2 separate regions of the Sus scrofa genome follow, and region 2 is linked to region 1. A link is a contact called in public HiChIP or PLAC-seq data. All regions are on one chromosome and are shown on one strand. Each heading gives the region's core, a stretch centred on a gene start, on an enhancer-like site or on the middle of the called end of the contact. The rest is flanking DNA. Distances are from core to core; before and after follow the strand shown.

The links. HiChIP or PLAC-seq counts read pairs in DNA pulled down with a chosen protein or histone mark.
Region 2: an H3K27ac HiChIP or PLAC-seq map of skeletal muscle shows a contact between it and region 1, with 4 times the contacts expected there. The contact joins two enhancer-like sites. A contact is called at or near these places in 1 of 47 Hi-C or Micro-C datasets (fibroblasts) and 1 of 2 datasets of contacts at active chromatin or transcription factors (skeletal muscle).

The regions. Positions count from the first base shown.
Region 1 is chr2:115,020,985-115,027,097 of Sscrofa11.1, forward strand. LOC100626591 (a long non-coding RNA gene) reads left to right here. Exons shown (of 8, transcript XR_002341850.1): 2 at 222-428; 3 at 1,274-1,411. Among named protein-coding and RNA genes, the nearest start is that of MAN2A1, 350 kb to the left of the region's middle. Within about 2 kb of position 3,132, at least 7 of the 83 cell types and tissues checked have an H3K27ac peak or open chromatin away from gene starts, as enhancers often do. A contact at or near this core is called in skeletal muscle, where this site is marked.
Region 2 is chr2:115,206,393-115,212,505 of Sscrofa11.1, forward strand. No RefSeq gene overlaps it. Among named protein-coding and RNA genes, the nearest start is that of TMEM232, 310 kb to the right of the region's middle. Within about 2 kb of position 2,944, at least 24 of the 83 cell types and tissues checked have an H3K27ac peak or open chromatin away from gene starts, as enhancers often do. A contact at or near this core is called in skeletal muscle, where this site is marked.

The sequences.
Region 1 (6,113 bases), core at 1,882-4,381:
CATCCTATTTATTATTGCACAGCCAATGCCTGGCACACAAAATGTGCTCAGTGCATGTTTATTGAATGAATACTAAATACACATTGTTTTTCCAACTAACAGCTCACCTCCTTGTAAAAGTACCAAATCAACTCTCCCTTTCTCCATAGTCTTTAGGTCCCACATTTCTGGCTCTTTTAAGAATATCTGCTTATATGGCTTCCCCCTTCTTTTGTAAATAGGACAAGGGGACGGACACTAAGAAGGGGATGTATTGTCTGCGTGTGTTGCCTTCACACCTTTGAATTCTAAAGGGATGGCAGGGGCAGCTAACAGAGAGCAGAGAGGAGGCATCCGGAATCCCATGTGGCACATTTATGTCAACTGCATGTCAATCAGATGCAAGTGAAGACTAAGCAGTTCCAGCACGGGAACCTCTGAAAATCAAGGTAAGACAGTTCATCCCTTGCTTGAAACTGTGGGCAACATCACTGGGAGAAATACTTTGTGGCTATCACTTGCTCCACTGTTGAGTGTGAGGTGGTGATGTGGGCAAATGAAGGGGTGCCAGAGTATGAATCACAAGGTCAGAGTCTGCAACTTAGAAGTGTGCAACTTCTAAGGCCTAAGAGCCTTGGTTTCCCCATCTCTGGTGTGAGATAGTCATAGTATCCTCTTTACTGCATAAAATTGTTTCTAAGATCAAATGAAATAAGGGCTCTAAGATCCAACTGCAAATGGTTAACAAGTTTACCCATGTTTGTGTGTAGGGGGTCATTTTATAGAGGAGATGATAATTTCTCATCAGTTCTCTGGCAGCCAACCTGCTCTGCATGATACATCTCTGGTACAGCCGTGCATACACGACATGCTTTTTACTATGTGTATGTATTTAGAAGTAGAGTCACCTAGAGGTAACCACCAATGCAGGATATGATACTGCAAGTCAGCGAAGTCCTGCTTCCTCAAGAAATCCCCAAACACGTCATTGTGTTTTCCTAGTTTCAACTACTAAGATGTTCGTAATTAACTTAGTCTTGTTAGCAGTCAGGGAAAAGGCATTGATTTTTCACTTTTTGGAGACACAGAGTCTTTTGAACTATTGAGAAGGAAGAATCCCTAAAGGGCAAGAGGAACCCAACCTTAATACATGCAAACTGCAGTTCATTTAAAACCACCCTAGCAGTTTACAAAGACTTAGGTGACAGCCCAGGTTTAAATATTTAGTCGTTTGGTTATTTGGCATTCTGCCACTTAAACATACAGATGATTGATTTCATTTTTAAATCACTAGACCACATCATCCTGATGTTTTGGCATTTTGCCCACTGCCTCAGCATGTGCTTTTAAAGAGAGCTCTCTATTGCCGTCTCATGGTGAATGAGTGAATGGCTGGGATTAGGAGACAAAACTGGCTACCACCACTAAGCAGGTAAATTTTGGGTAATGGGATAATCTTGGGTAATGAATGTGTGTGGGCCTCAGTTTTCTCTTTTATAAATTGCAAGTTGAATTTAATTATAAAAGTCTGTAACTTTAGAGCTGTCTACTTGGCAAAGAAAATGCTCAGGATTCTGTAACTTTGCATAAAGCCATGCATTTTGACTTCTGTGCAGTTTTCATTTTGACTTCTAGTACTCCCTGAGTCACAGGTTCAAGTAATTTATAAGGATTTCATATCATCCTTATGAATTAATACATCCTTATACTCTTCCTGTCCCAGGGCTTGGAAACAACTTCTTTTTTTGAATACAGTGAGGTCATTCTTCGTGAGGATAATTAAAAGCTTTTGCCATCAACAAACAAAACAGGTTTTAATCAAAAAGTTGAATGTGGAGATTCCTTCTCTGAAATTGAATAAATCAGGTACAAACCAGAATGCAGATATGGAAGATCAAAGTGGAAATTACCTCTGCTGCTCCCTTGAAGAGCAAATTGTTTTATTGACTTTTCTTCAGTGTATTCTTTTTCTGCCTTGTAGGGGTTTTTCTTATTTGCATTTTTTTTTTTAAAATGGAATTTGATGATCTGTCAGGAAGGAGACAAAGACCTTTGACTAACACAGCCTCTGTCTTGCTAGAGGCAGAGCTAACTTTGATATTGTACTTTTTAATTACAGTGGAGAGTTCTGTGGCCTCCCGAGTAAAAGCTAGCTACCGCTTTTCCTCTCACAAAGCAAGCAAGGATGTAGTCAAGAAAACAAGGGCACTGCAGTTGTCCTGAAAATAGGAGCCTGAGATGCCTAGAGCAGGAGGAGATGCTTGGGCAATGTCTGATCCTCTGCAGACTTCAGCCTTATGGGGACTGGAAGAGATGTGGGGAAGCCCCTCCCAAGAATTTTCAAGGGACACACAGGGCCTGGACAAGCCTCACTTTACAACTTAATCAACCAAAGCGATATGAGCAACAATGCTTTGCCTGGTAGTTATGTAAGATGAAAGGAGTCTCAAAGTCGAATGAAACTGTATTATTCAGATGCTTTCATTTACTCTAAAGACATCCTACTATATAGGTTATGCATGAATTTCTTCGATTTTCAGGAGTAAGGCACAGTAACCAAAAGTCATCAATGTTTTATAAACTGTGACTAATCTCTATGTATAGTCTCATAGTCTCTCTCTCTCTTTTCCTAACTGTTCAGAATTTTTTGTATTGGCTGATATTTGGCTGCTGCTCTTCAGTACTATCATTATTATTTTTAAGATCACTTGAGACCCTGGCACGCCGTGGGGTTTAGGATTGATAGGGTTATTAGGGAAGCCTGCTCTCCCAAACTTTTAGATTGCTTTGAAATATTTTGCTGGAAAATGGCAACAAATAAATCTGAAGCAAGCTCTGCCTTCCAGAAGCAGCAGCATGGTGTGTTTCCAGGGTCCTGTTGGCTTTTACTGAGCTGCTGCCACCCAAAAATAGTGGTGGGCTCATAAATGTTTAGCAAATCATGATAATGAACGTGGCCAGGACAAACATAGCCAGTGTGTGTTTTTTTAATCATGCCTCATTTAGTACAAAGATGACTCTTGGATGTTTTGGCAAATTAATTTGTATTGCACTTCAGAGAAGGGAGAAAGCAGCTGGGCTCTAGCCCGCAGAGCTGCACTGGCTGTATCTGCTAATAAAGTTGCTGTTGCCACCGCCTCCTGTGGAAGCACAAATGGAACGTAAGGCACAGGGAATTCTCTGCCGCTTCCCTCCAGGGTTTTAGTTGAATCCATGTCAGTCCTTCTCTAGTGGTTCCAAGAATTCCCACTGTGCTTCGTCAGCAACTCTAATGCAGCAACCGAGCAACCATTTCCAAATGAATCATCCTCTACCATTTATGAATCAGTCACAATGCCACCTTCTTTGAAATCTGATTAAGTACTGCCGGATATTTGTACAATTCAAATGTGAGTCCTCCCTCCTCACTGATGGATATTTTGTGTAATCTGTCATGAAAAGTCTTACGTGGCCTAGGTCTTTGCTAGGTACTGATATAAAGACAGTGGTCTGAGAGAAATCCACATAGGAAAACATTTCCAAGTTTAGTTTCTTGTCGAGGAAAACATCAGATGGCAAGTGGAAGGGGGAGAGGTATTAGGGACATAAACACATTGGAAATCTTCCCCAAAGTTTGTCATTCTCTGCAGGAGTGGCTGCTCTTACCCCAAGCCTCTTCATCACTGAATCATACCCCAACAGCTAGCACACATGAGCCACCAGGTTTTCCTTTCTTTCTCTAAACTGCTTCCCCCTACCCCTTTTTTTTCCATTGCCCTTCAGTCTTTTGAAAAAAATAAAAATATGTATATTTAAAACATTTTTGTTGAATTATAGTTGATTTACAATGTTGTGTTCAATATTGCATTTCTGGTGTAGAGCAAAGTGATTCAGTTTTATATATATGTGTGCATTTGTGTATATATATATAGTGTGTGTGTATATATATTCTTTTTCATATTCTTTTCCATTATGGCTTAATATAGGATATTGAATGTAATTCCCAGTGCTACACAGTAGGATCTAGTTGTTTATCTATTTTATATATGGTAGTTTTCGTATCTGCTCATCTCCCAAAACAGGAGAATATTTATTTTTGATGAAAACCCTCTTTGCTTTGATATTTTTTTTTTCCTGTTCTGCTTCTTAGCTATTGCTGGAATTCTGCAGGAGCCATCCTTGCTGTTGTGTTTAGAGGGCAGAGGAATGAGAGAAACCACATGGGCAAAGCCAGAACTTTCTTTAGCAGAAGAGAAGGAAGCCTGGCTGAGAATACACATATTTTAATAATTTTTTAATGGCTGCAGTCTTGTTTCTGGGTATCCATGACCTCTTTCAAACAATACATAAGAAAATCATACTGTTTTCTGCCTTTCAGAGTTAACTCTGGGGCACCAGGAGTGGCTGAGGCCTGGGTTAGTTTCAGGTATTTTGTAATGAAAATATGTCTCCTGAAACCTCCAAGACTTGATTGGAGCTAAGAAAAAGACTTAGGAAGAATAAAGGCTTTTTATATCATTTAATACTAAAATGTAATGTTTAAATATTCTGATTGATGAATAGCTCTATGACAATCTTCCTATGTAAGGGTTGAGCATTTTAATTGATTTATGCTTTAAGCCTCTGAGTTTGGTTATTTGGTTGGTAAATAGTTTCAGGGACTCTAGTCATTGGAAGGGCTGATAGGCAAGTGTTTGGTGGTATAATCCCTTCTAGTAGCCTTTGTAGGGGTGATGATGATGATGATAGTTAATATTTATGGAGAAGTTAATTTGTGCCACACTACATGTGTTCCAGAACTTTACATGTATTAATTTAATTTTCATAATGACCTCATTAGTAGGAACTTCTATTATTTCCATTTTTTTGGTATAAAGAAACAGGCAGAGAAGTTAAGTAACTGATGAAGTGGGCTTAGTGCCAAGATGCTTGTATTGACTGAGCACGACCAGTGCCTAGCTGTGTAGCCTTTAATAAACAGCCAAGTAGAACTTACCCCAGGGCTGTCTTTGGTGGGCTGTCAGCCAGTTTGCCACCTCTGCTCAACATTTATCTCTATTAGAAACACAGATTGGAACGCTGCCACTGGCTTCTGATGTCAGATAATGTGCCATCCAGCTACACATTAATAAATAAGGATAGGAGATAGAATCACAGCTTTTGGCCTATCTGTAACAGACAGACTATGGACCTTAGGGCACCTAGTTTCTGAACAAATTAAAGGCATTTCTATAAAACTGTGATTAGCAGTTTTCAAATCTGAGCATCTGCTACTTTGTGCCTAATACTGTGCTAGGTAGACATCATATAAAACATAAAAGAAGGAGAAAAATTCTGTTAGCAATTTTAGAGCCACCTATGCTTTTATAGGGTAAACATGACAATACACCAGCAGTAACAGTACATGAGTACATTTGAGTAAAGCCTGTGCTGTTCAGATAATGAGTTTTAGGGGAGCTTTGTATTGCATAAAGGAGATTGGACCTAGCCAGGGAGCACATGGCTGTCAACAGCTCCGTCATACATGAGCCCTGGGAAGTCTAAATGCCGCTCCACATTTAGCATCTTCAAAGCTTTGAAATAACAGCACAAAATCAGCATTGAGTCACAAACTGACCAGTGATATTTTTCTACATTGACTTTAGATTCACAGATAGGCAGATGAGTGTTAGAATCAGTACTGAATGGTAAAGCATGAGCTCTAGAAGTGTCTTTGCTTCTTTGATGGAAGGCTTGGATCATTGTTCTTCATTGGTCCTGAAATGTCTAGTGACATGGCAAGGTCTAAAGTTCTAATCCCACCATTCATTCAGTGCATAAATATAAGCGGGTACTATGTGAACATTCTCTGCTAGCTTTCTGAGATGTTTCAAATTTAGGAGGGTAAAGCATAGAACTTAATGTCAGGACATCTGAGTTATAATCCTGACTGTCTCCTTAATTTATATTGAGGCAGAATGAGAGTCAATGTACTTACCTTGGCTTTGGCTCCACACTGTGAATGAGAAAGTGGGTATCATGTATTGTCCATTAGCTGCTTCAGTGTGGATTCTTTCTCAGTGTTGGCTGGGGATATTCCAGAACAGTGGTTATCAACCAAGGGCATTTTCCTCCTCTCTTCCCAGAGGATATTTTGGTCATGTCTGAGGAATGTG
Region 2 (6,113 bases), core at 1,694-4,193, 190 kb after region 1:
ATTTTGTTTTTTATTTTGGCATCAATGACTTGCTTCTTAGGGATCTTCAGAAGATTATTCTAAATTTAACAATGTAGTCTAAGATTTTTCGCTAAGTTTAGTAGAAAATACTCAAAATGTCCGTAAAAAAATATGGGCAAAAAATATTCTTCAGCCATAGGAAAAAGAAAGCAGATTCTCCTGATGTATATTTATAGTCACTAAATACATTTCTTGCCATGCTATCCTCAGAGTCATAGGTTATAGGTGATAATCACCGCAAAAGTAGAAAATATTCTACACCGTCTTTACTGGGATAGCATTAAAGTAGGAAGAGTGGAAGGAAAATATCAAAAAAACACTAATGACAAGTAATCCAAGAGACCATACTATAACAAAAGTAAGTAATAAAATCACAGCATTCTGAATTTACAACATGGTGGTCTAAATAATAGGAATAAGTTTCCCACTAAAAACATCTGAAAGAGCTGAGTGTAATATAAAAACACTAATAAAGACAGTTTAGATAGTCATACTAATTTCAGAAAAAATAGCCTATAATAAAAAAGTCATTAATAGAGATAAAGAATGTCACTTCATAATGATAAAAGAGTTAATTTACCAAGAACATGTAACACTTTAAATTTTTTATAAACTTAGTAAAGCTGTTTCATATTTTTAAACCCCAAAGTGACAGAATTTTAAGAGAAATTATTCAAGAGAAATATTCAAGTCCACATTTATCTGGGGATATTGTTAACACACCTCTCATAGAAACTGAAAAATCAAGCAGAAAAAAATAAATATGTAAGAATTTAGAAAATATTTTTTCTTTTCTCTTTTTCTTTCTTTCTTTCTTTCTTTTTTTTTTTTTTTTTTTTTTTTTTGTCTTTTTAGGCTCACACCCGCAGCATATGGAGGTTCCCAGGCTAAGGGTCGAATTGGAGTTACAGCTGCCAGCCTACACTGTAGCAATGCAGAATCCAAGCCTCTTCTGTGACCTACACCACAACTGACACCACCACCAGATCCTTAACCCACTGAGCAAGGCCAGGGATTAAACCTGGTCCTCATGGATGCTAGCCAGATTCATTTCCAGTGAGCCACGACAGGAACTCCAGAAATTTTCAACAGCCTAACAAATAAGCTTGAAATAATAAGCATATAAGGATATTTCCACCCAAGAAAAGCAGAGGCCTCACGGTGAAAAATGTAAAAATTAGTCACTTACTGGGGTCTGTCATTTACTGACTTTATGCTCTTTGGGTATTTTTTTTAACCTCTGACTCTCAATTTCCTCAACTTTAAAATGATACTAATAGCAGTTATCTTGTAAGGCCATTGTGAGAATTGCATTAAGCAAAGTATGTCAAGCACCTGGAAGGTACAAACTGTTCAGCAAATGTTGTCGGTGTGTTGTCCTAATATTGACTTTGCCTGAGTTTCAAAGAAGAGAGCCTTCATAAAGCTGTCTTAATATTTCAAAGATTTATAAAATAAGCTTATATTCAGTTTTCCCTAATTTTTATGGCTTTATGTAATTTTAAGTATTTTTCTGCTTCTTTACTGTACTTTGCAATCCAATATTTAATATCAAATATTTAATTCTGAAAGATTCTACTCCTGGTGCTTCAGTCATTGTAATTTTCCCTTTCTCAACTTTCTGCAGTCATATTCTGTTTTTTGAGCATGATAATGCCAGTTGCTGATGATTTTTAAGTGTACTAAAGTTTTTAGAGTAGTTCTCAGGTTCAGAAGGAGTCATTTTATTCAGAGGTCACACATTCTTCCCCACATAGATTCTCAGTTTTTACAAATTCCCACAGTCGCCAAATCACATCCATGGAGTTTGTCCAAAGGCTGTCACTTTTCAGAAATATTCATAGCAATTATTTAAAGTGTGTCATTTTGTTTGTTTGTTTTCTTATTTGTTTGCAGACTATATATATGTAAGTTAGCCGTAATGCAAACTCCTAGGAAGGCCCACAGGTTAGACTTCTCCCACAATCCTTTGCAAGCATGAAATATGGTCAGTGCTCAATAAATGTGTGTTTGTTTATAAAGAAATAACCAGACACTTAGCAGATTAGAGAAAGGTTGAGACAGCAGAAAGTGAGAGCAGTGAATGGAGGAGGAGAGACTGAAATAGACTTCAAAGCCTGAATGTTTTGGAAAACCCTGCAAGTACAGTAACTTGAAAGAGCTTGACGGTGTGAGATTGCTCACAGTTCATTGATGAGATAGAGAGTATATACAATACAAACCAGAGCAGCAAGCAGGCTGATTTAAGTTTTTGTTAGCAGTGGCACAGACCATAAAATATTTATGTTCATATTCTAAATGTGTATGCCTGGAATAAATAAATAATTTACTATTCAGGCTATAAATTATTTACTAAGTTATTCTAAATATATATACTATTTGCATTTTGCAGAAAGTAAAACAGGTAGACTGATGGTCTTACAGGGTCCTCAAAGAAAAAAAATCAGGACTTAAGCTACAGTCAGAAGTTTTCTATGAAAGAGAAAGAAAAAAGAAGACATCCCTATTACATTATCTTTCCTGTGGAAAATATCAATTTGATATGATATCCCCAGTGCCCAACCATGAATTATCTGGATGTTTTTTAAAATTTCTGAGCTGGACTTCTGGATTAGAAAATGTACCATCATTAAAAAAATTTTTTTTTAATTCATTAAGGCTTGCTGCAATGAGCAAGATATTGTCCTATTTGGGTTGGGTACTCCAAAAAAAAAAAAAAATGTGGCTATTTGGATAACTCTTTCTTTGGAATCACTCTGCCAAAGATTTCAAGTCCCTAGCAATGACTTGGACAAAAGCTGCTTCTTGAATAAACTTGCTTTCTTCTCAAGCACATTATTTGTTGATTGGACACACAGTTGAGACTCCTTCCCTTGGCAAGCAGACCTCTGAGTCAGAGCCGTCTGGGGACACATCTGTTCCCAAGACTGAGCCTGGAATCCTGCCTTCCTGCCTCCCACACACAAGGCCTGAATGCGCCCTCCGCATGGCCTGTGGGAGTTCAGTCCGTGGTGATTGAAGGAGAGGACTGCTGCTGCATGGAATTCTCATCTCAGTCCTGGAGACAAAGTATGGTCATGAATTTAGCAACTGATGATTCCTCCTTATCTGCCCAGAGGACTCACTTCATACTGCATACTAAAAAGGACATGGGCTCTAGAGGCCTCCCTATTTTTATCTGGGTCATCTGGGGCAAGTTAACCTCTATGTGCCTCTGTTTGCTCAGCTCTAAAATGGTGATAATCATATTACTTACCTCATGGGCTTGTTATGAAGACTGTGCGAGTTAAGTCACACAAAATACTTGAATGATGCCTTCCACAGAGTAAGTGTGCAATGAGTGTTTGTTATTATTATTGTTATCATTGGTACATATTCATTTTCTCCATTAAAGTTTGCGCTTTTTGAAGAAATCAGTTTCCCATATTTTAATAACCAGCAGGATATTGACCATGTCATATAATCAATAAGTAGCTATTAAATGCATGAATAGGTGGGTATATATGTATAAATGGATTAGCACATGAGCCAATGTAGTGAGATGCGTACTTCAGCACCCTGTCAATCCTGTATAATTAAAACATTTTTTGGCCCAACATTGATTGGAAATGGTAAAGATAGTGCTCTGATTTGCCTGTGCTCTAAGTTAGAAATATGTAAAAATGGCTCCGTCGTGAAGGAGAATCTCTTGAACTTCTTCCTAACCTTCTTATAGTACATTTTTGAGTCTCCCTTATAAGCTTCCTACCAGTGAATTTTTGGATGATGGCGTGGTGGACAGTTGTCCTTACCACGTTCCAGGAACTCTGGAGTCACTGTGGTTTCCTAGTCCTTGAGTGGATTATAGTAACACTGCTACCAGGAAATCCTCTGAGAACCGGGAATCTGAGGAGAGTAGGGCTGTTAGAACTTGTGGCAGTCAACGAAGGGAAGCATTGACAATATGTCCCTCTGGACTCTCCATAGATGACCCAAGGCCAAACCTAAGCTTCACTTAATCCATCTGTCAGCCTTTAAATGGGCAGGTGAGGTGTTGCCTGGACTATGGCTGGCTGAAACACCTATGTTACCGGGTGTGGGCCGTTATGGCAGGGGAGAAGGTAGCCTGTCTTATTAACAGCAGCAACATCTTCACCTTGACCATAAAAGGGGAGAATGGAAGCCACCAATAAAGAATTTGTCCTGTTAAGACTCAAAAGAGAGGCTTTCTAGTTCTGCTCATTTCTATGTTTATAAGGAGGTGGGGGTACAGAGAGTAACATTTATATACAGTTTTGATTTAGCCCTAAAAGTCATTCTTGGCACTCACTCTCATTCCTTCCTTGATATCCATTCTACCCAAGCCTTGCCAAGTCAGTGTCATGTATGTCACCATCGGACTATCCAAAGGGGAAAGAGTAATGGATGGAATAAAGGAGAATGAAACTCAGGGTGGGATGTGGCAGGGACCTCTGCTGTAGACAACAGTTGCTTACAAAGCTATGTTAGTATTTTGATAAAAATGACTACCATATCAAAATACCCTTGTTTCTAATAAGAATTTACATGTTTTGGTACATATTCATTAATAGAGATAATGCTTTATATCATTAAGTTATTTGCTATCCATTTAGAGTTCAAAGTTATACAGCTTTTTCCACCTCTTTCTTTTTTGTTTTTCTCTTAAAAAATCATCTGACCTGTAAAAGTTAAATGTTAATAACTGCTTTTCTTTAATATAGTGAATGATTTTTATTTTCTTTTTTTGTGTGTGCTTTTGTGGACTTTCTAAATATTATACAAAGAACTTCCATCATTTTAGTCATCAGAAAAAACTATTAAAGTAATAATGGGATTGCAAAAGAAAAGCTCACAATACTTCCTTTCAGGCCCTCCTCTGGCTTTCTTCCATGAAAATATTTTCTCTCTGCATGTGAGTCATAAGAAATTGCTCAATGCTTTGTTATTCTTATTTTCCGTTAAGTCTCTTTTACATGGCTTCACCTCATTTGTCACCCTGCCTTTACTCTTGTAATAAGACATTTTGTGGAAGGGAAAATGAAGATGCTGTTTGTCACTGAAGAGGTATGAAATACTTCTTCCAACTTTATGGCATTGATTGTTCCTCTTTCCACTCTTTTGCACCTCTTTACCCTCCCCCATCTGCTCAGTTAACATTTGGTGGCCAAGCATGGAGCTAAATGAGGAAAGCCAAGCATCTTCTCCCACCTTCCCCACCTTTGGAGCCATCTCTAGTCTTTGATACTCAGTTTCTCCCTCACCCAATAGATGGGAACCCCTTCTCAAGCTCTCAGAGCAAGACAGACCTGGTTTTATCAGGTTTGCGTTTAGATCATGGCAACCAATTTTCTGGCTCTTAGGTTTATTTCTTAACAATTCAAAAGATAGCAAAGATGCCTTTTCCATCCATCTTACATTTTCTGTTTCCATTGCTGACTCAGTGTCCAGGCTGAGAGTTACTTAGAGAGTATTGCTGCCACAGTGAGCTACTTCTCCACTTTCTCTACCCTTGAGCCTTTGGGAATTGATCCTTGGCTTTCCTGGACCTGGTACCTCACTCCATGGAGCATCTAGGTGTGGTTGAGGCTTCGCTAGATCTCAGTTTCTTATGTTTCTCCCATCCTTTCTTCCTTTTTACCTTTTAGAAATAGAATGTTGCCACATCCTCTCTCTTTGAAAAGTATTCGCAGTGAGATTGCTCGAAAGAGATTTCACAGCCAGTTTCCTAGGAAGGCAAGGGAGAACAGCTGCATAGAATGGGAAAAGCTATGTGTATAAGAAACCCAGACATCTCACCTTGCAATTCTCACCAAGGGAAGACTCTCCTGATTCTGTTTAAGCAATGCTTCCTCCTACCAGGCCTGGAATAATCAATGAAGAGTCATCTACTCTTCTCTCTGCTGGAACTTCTTCCCCTCACGCACCTTCTTGGCTCACTTCTACCTCTCCTTCATGATTCAGCTCAAACATCTATCTTCTTTGGAATTAAATACTTTTCCTGCCTTAATGCCAATGAATATCTTGCCCCATGGCCCACTGCTCTTTGGCCAGATAACCAACCTCTCAACACCCACACTGCTCTCTTTGCCATG